2 separate regions of the Macaca mulatta genome follow, and region 2 is linked to region 1. Evidence: chromatin contacts called from public Hi-C data. All regions are on one chromosome and are shown on one strand. The core of a region is the stretch at or near the end of the contact, and the rest is flanking DNA. Distances in the headings are between cores, read along the strand shown. Region 1 holds the start of RABGEF1 (RAB guanine nucleotide exchange factor 1). Region 2 has its middle 32 kb from the start of KCTD7.

Region 1 (2,798 bases), core at 187-2,686:
ACAATAACGAATAATGACTAGAAATTCGGGCCGGGCGCGGTGGCTCATGCCTGTAATCCCAGCACTTTTGGAGACAAAGGCTGGTGGATCACTTGTGGTCAGGAGTTCAAGACTAGCCTGGTCAATATGGTGAAACCCTGTCTCTAGTAAAAATACAAACATTAGCAGGGCGCGGTGGCTCACGCCTGTAATCCTAGCACTTTGGGAGGCCAAGGTGGGCAGATCACTTGAGGTCAGGATTCAAAACCAGCCTGGCCAACATGGTGCAACCCTGTATCAACTAAAAATACAAAAAAAAAAAAAAAAAGAACTGGGCGTGGTGACAGGTGCCTGTAATTCCAGCTACTCAGGAGTCTGAGGTGAGAAAATCGCTTGAACCCAGGAGGCGGAGGTTGCAGTGAGCTGAGCTCCCACGACTGAACTCCAGTTCAGAGTGAGACTCTCAAAAAAAAAAAAAAAAAAAAAAAAGACGGAAAAATTAGGCAACCTGTCCAAGAACACCGCAGCGACAATTAGCAAAGCTGGGATTTCAACCCAGGTCTATCTCACAGCCACAGCACAGTATTTTCTTTTTTTTCTTGCTGTGACTGCACGTTACGCCATTGATGGCATCCAGGACGCACAGCAATTAGTATTTACTGTTTTAACATTCCTTACATGGGAATCACGTAAAGAATCACGTAAACAGGATTCAATTTGTGACTCAACCATTAATACTTTGTGACACTGGCTAATTTATTTCACTTCTGGGTGTCGAGTATGTTGTTTTTGAGACAGGATCTCGCTCTGCTGTCACCTGGCCTGGAGTTCAGAGATGGCATCTCTGCACCCTCAACTTCCTGGGCTATCAAACGATCCTCCCACCTCAGCCTCCCCAGTAGTTGGGACCACAGGTGCCCGCCATCATGCCCGGCTGATTTGTAAAATTTCTTTTGTAGAGACGAGGATCTTGCTCTGTGGCCCTGGTCTCAAGCGATCCTCCTGCCTGGGCCTCCTAAAGATTCAGCTGCTTTTGAATCAACCGATCGCCTTAAGACCTTTTAACTCGAACACCTGTCACATCCTAGGATCCGCGAAGGGCTGAAACTCATAGTTTTTGAAGCGTCCCTCGGCGCAGTGGCTCCGCTCCACCTGCCATTCGCGCTACCACCGCGGCCGCAGCGTCGCCCTCCGGCTGCTGCGCGTCGGAAGCCGGAAGCAGGGACTGAGCCACAGATTAGGAAACGCCGGTTTCTCCAGGGCTCCTCAGCGCCCCAGCTTTAGCCCGGAGGCCGCCCTCTTCCATTTGCTCTTCGGCGTCAGGGCGTTACCCCACTTCGCTCGACGCTTTGGATCCACTCGCACTTCCTCCCGTCAAGAACCAAAGGCCCCGGAAGTGACGTTTACGCGCCGTGCGTGACGTGCGCTCGCTGGCGGTGCCGGGGGCGGGGCGAGGAGGAGGGTGGGTGTGAGGCGGGAGCGAACCTGGGAGCCCCGACTTACCCGAGCGAAGCGGGAGAGCGGCGGTTTGGACGCCGGCGGAGACGCGGGCGAGGTACGGAGCGGACGGACTGGAGCTAAAAGCTGCCCAGCTCTCAGCTACGGGAGCGGGGCTGCGGGGCGTCTCGGGCTGGGGGCGGCGGGGCGATCGGTCCGTGCCGTCCGCGGGGCCGGGGCAGTTGCGCGTCGGTGCCTCCCGCTGTCCTTAGTCCCACATTCCGTCCCCCGTCACTGCCGCCTTCCCCGTTCCAGGCCGCCCTCTGCTCCCTTAATCCTCACAGTGCGCGGCCTCTACGTCCCAGGCGCTCGTTGCCGGAATCTCCAGCGCCGGCCGAGCCCCGACGGCCTGACGCGGAGCATTTCCTGGCCACCTCCCTCTCCGGCGGCTCCCCTCGGCCTGGCTCCCACCTTCCGTCCAGGCCGCTAGCTCCGAAGCAACGTCTGTGGTCGCGCGGGGCCCCTCCCACGACCTCCCCGGAACGCGCCGGTATGGGACACTCGGACCCAGACCACAGCCCCCGGCTGCGGCAGGGGCGCTGGTACTTGATCCGGCGTCACCGTGGGGGGACAGAAGCGTCCCGGAATTGGGAGGGGATTTGAAGCCTGTGGTGTTGACTTCCACCCCGTGGCTGAGGGCGAGGCTGCGGGGCTGGGGTTAGGAGCAGAAGTCCCTACTTCCGAACCGTCTGGGAGGAGAGCCGAGGGATGCCCATCACGGAAGTTTAGGGAGAGAGAGGGAGGTACTCTGCCGCTTTGGAGGCTAGGTCATAGGCAGCTGGCGGTGTCTCAGCGCGGGTGACCAATCCTTGTGGTTGGGAAATGTGTCGTGGGCGCCCGTGGGCTCGTTTTGCCTTTGAGATTAGATAGGAAATTTTCCCAGGACGAGTTCACAGGAGCACCTTGGGAGTTGGTTTTTGGCTTGGAGAGCTACTTTCCCCCCTCTAAACCTAAAACTGCTTTGTTTTTCTTTATTATTTTTTCCGAGGTAGGATCTCACAGTGTTGCCCAGGCTGGTGGCAAACTCCTGGTCTTAAGCGATCCTCCCGCCTCGGCCTCCCAGAGTACTGGCATTATAGGCGTGAGCCAGACTCTTTAACTGCTGTTAAAGAGTCTGTTCTGGCCGGGCGCGGTGGGTCACTTCTGTAATCCCAGCACTTTGAAAGGCCGAGGCGGGCGGATCATGAGGTCAGGAGATCGAGACTATCCTGCCTCACACGGTAAAACCCCGTCTCTACTAAAAATACAAAAAAAAAAAAAAAAAAAAATTAGCCAGGCGTGGTGGCGGGCACCTGTAGTCCCAGCTGCTCGGGAGGCTGAGG
Region 2 (2,826 bases), core at 246-2,745, 85 kb before region 1:
TGGCATGCGCCTGTAGTCCCAGTTACTCAGGAGGCTGAGGCAGGAGAATCACTTGAACCCAGGAGGCAGAGGTTGAGGTGAACTGAGGTCATGCCACTGCACTCCAGCCTGGGCAACAGAGAACACTCTGTTTCAGAAAAAAAAAAAAAAAAAATTATACATGCTAACCAACTTTACAAGGGAAAATAAACATCTATGGGATGGGTAAACAAACTGGGGCATGACCACACTAAAAAGGACACACTATTAACACATGCAAAAACCTGGAGGCTCAAGAGCAACATGTTGACTTTTTTAAAAAGTGTATCTTAAAAGGTCACATACTCTAGGATTTATACAACCTTTCCAAATGACAAAGCTACAGATATGGAGAACAAATTAGTGCTTTTTCCAGGTTAAGAGTGGTGAAGGCAAGGGAGAGGAGGGGAAGGAAAATGGTATAAACAGTTAACCCAGCAGGCTTGCGTTGCTCAAATGATGCACATTCTCAGACGGGCCTGCTTGGTCAGCTGGGTTAGACTGGCCCTTGGTCAGCTTCTAGAAACTGAGGTCTTGTACTAGCCCTATGCCCTAAGTGATACGGATATTTTGTATGGTTACGGTACTGAACCACACTGTTCCAGCTTGTCTAGATATTTTGTGCAAATTGTATGATTTATGGTAAACACCTGCTTTCCTTTTGGAGTTGCTCTAACAGTGGTCAGTCCCAAAGGGACTATATGCCTATGTGATATGGTTTGGATCTGTGTCCCCACCCAAATGTCATGTTGAATTGTAATCCCCAGTGTTGGAAGTGGGGCCTGTGAAAGGTGATCTGATCATGGGGCAGTTACTCATGAATGGTTTCGCACCACCCCCTGTGGTTCTGTGCTTGTGAGATCTGGTTGTTTAAAAGTGTGTAGCACCTTCTCTCTTGCTCCTGCTCCCACCAGGGGAGACACTTTGCTCCCTCTTTGCTTTCCACTGTGATTGGAAGCTTCCTGAGGCCTCCCTAGAAGCAGAAGCTGCAATGCTTCCCGTATAGCCTGTAGAACTGTGAGCTAATCAAACCTCCTTTCTTTATAAATGACTCAGTGTCAGGTATTTCTTTATAGCAATGTGAGAATGAACGAACGAATACACTATGTGACCAGCCTCCAGTAAAAGCCCTGGATTCTGAGGCGTACCTGAGCTTTCACAATAAAAAACACTTCACACGTGTTGCTAGAGTTTACGGCTGGGGAAGTAAGCACATCCTGGGCAACTCTGCTGGGAGAAGACTCTTCGAATCTTAACAGTGCTGGTGTCCTGTAGAATCTGCTCAATGCACAACTACCCTTTATTAATCCTGCTTTGTATCCCGTCACTGCAACAAACCATAGCAAGGAGTAAGTATGACCTGTGAGAGCCCCAAGCGAATTACGAAACCTGGGGGCAGCCCTGGGGACTGCTGACACAGGATGTGACTAAAAAGGCAGGAGGGAAGTCTTTGGGGTAATGGAATAGTTCTGTATCTTGACTATGGCGGTGGCTACAGGAATCTACGTATGAGATAAAATGTGCATGACACTATACACATACGTTGCACAAATATCAATTTCCAGGTTTCGACATTATATTACAGTTATGTAAGATATAACCATTAAGCAAACTAGAAGAGTACACAGGACCTGTCTGTACTATCTTTACGGCTTCCTATAGATTTAAAGTTATTAAGTATTCCAAATTTTAAAGTTTTGTTAAAAATCACACATGAGGCCAGGCGTGGTGGCTCACGCCTGTAATCTCAGCACTTTGAGAGGCCGAGGTGGGTGGATCAAGAGGTCAGGAAATCAAGACCTTCCTGGCTAGCACGGTGAAACCCCGTCTCTACTAAAAATACAAAAAAAAATTAGCTGGGCATGGTGGCAGGTGCCTGTAGTCCCAGCTACTAGGCAGGCTGAGGCAGGAGAATGGCATGAACCCAGGAGGCGGAGCTTGCAGTCAGCAGAGATTGCACCACTGCACTTCAGTCTGGGCAACAGAGCGAGGCTCCCTCTCAAGAAAAAAAAAAATCACACGTGAACGTTTTTTAATAAAAATAAACACCTATCATGGGACCAATGTGTATCAGTTAAACACACCACTCATTCTGCTGCTTCTAGGTATAAAAAGAGAGCAAGGGTACCACCAAAAGAGAGTGCCATCATTTGAAAGGCTATGTAGTGGTGGTGACAGTGTCTGTTATGGTAGAAGGCAGGAGAGTTGGCACACCCAGATCGGACATCAGAGCTACAGACGGCATAGCCTGTAAACGCAGGAAGAAACGTGGGGGATCAACTGCGTGAAACTCAACTCTTTCTCTCCTGGGCAGACAGACCTGTCCCTAGACAGGTAACCACCACCAGCACCGGTTACAGGAGGGAGCTCTGAGGGGCCACACGCTCCTGTGGGAGCACTGCATTCCAATAAAGAGGAGCTTGATTGAGCAACCTGGACATAAAGAATGCACAATTCAGCCGGGCGCGGTGGCTCAAGCCTGTAATCCCAGCACTTTGGGAGGCCGAGGCGGGCGGATCACAAGGTCAGGAGATCGAGACCACGGTGAAACCCCGTCTCTACTAAAAATACAAAAAATTAGCCGGGCGCGGTTGTGGGCGCCTGTAGTCCCAGCTACTCGGGAGGCTGAGGCAGGAGAATGGCGTGAACCCGGGAGGCGGAGCTTGCAGTGAGCCGAGATCGTGCCACTGCACTCCAGCCTGGGCTGGGCGACAGAGCGAGACTCCGTCTCAAAAAAAAAAAAAAAAAAAAAAAAGAATGCACAATTCAATTGGTCCCACTGATGTCAGACAAGACAGAGTAAAAATG

What was found. A called contact is a pair of places that touch in the nucleus more often than the background predicts.
Region 2: a Hi-C map of fetal cortical plate shows a contact between it and region 1, with 3 times the contacts expected there. The contact joins the enhancer-like site here to the promoter of RABGEF1 in region 1. A contact is called at or near these places in 5 of 14 Hi-C or Micro-C datasets (CD4 T cells, fetal cortical plate, fibroblasts and 2 more).

Annotation. Positions count from the first base shown.
Region 1 is chr3:58,412,085-58,414,882 of T2T-MMU8v2.0, reverse strand. It overlaps RABGEF1 (RAB guanine nucleotide exchange factor 1), which reads left to right and starts at 1,436. Exons shown (of 8, transcript XM_077996649.1): 1 at 1,436-1,534.
Region 2 is chr3:58,497,325-58,500,150 of T2T-MMU8v2.0, reverse strand. It overlaps the pseudogene LOC698613. Among named protein-coding and RNA genes, the nearest start is that of KCTD7, 32 kb to the right of the region's middle. Within about 2 kb of position 1,495, at least 2 of the 40 cell types and tissues checked have an H3K27ac peak or open chromatin away from gene starts, as enhancers often do.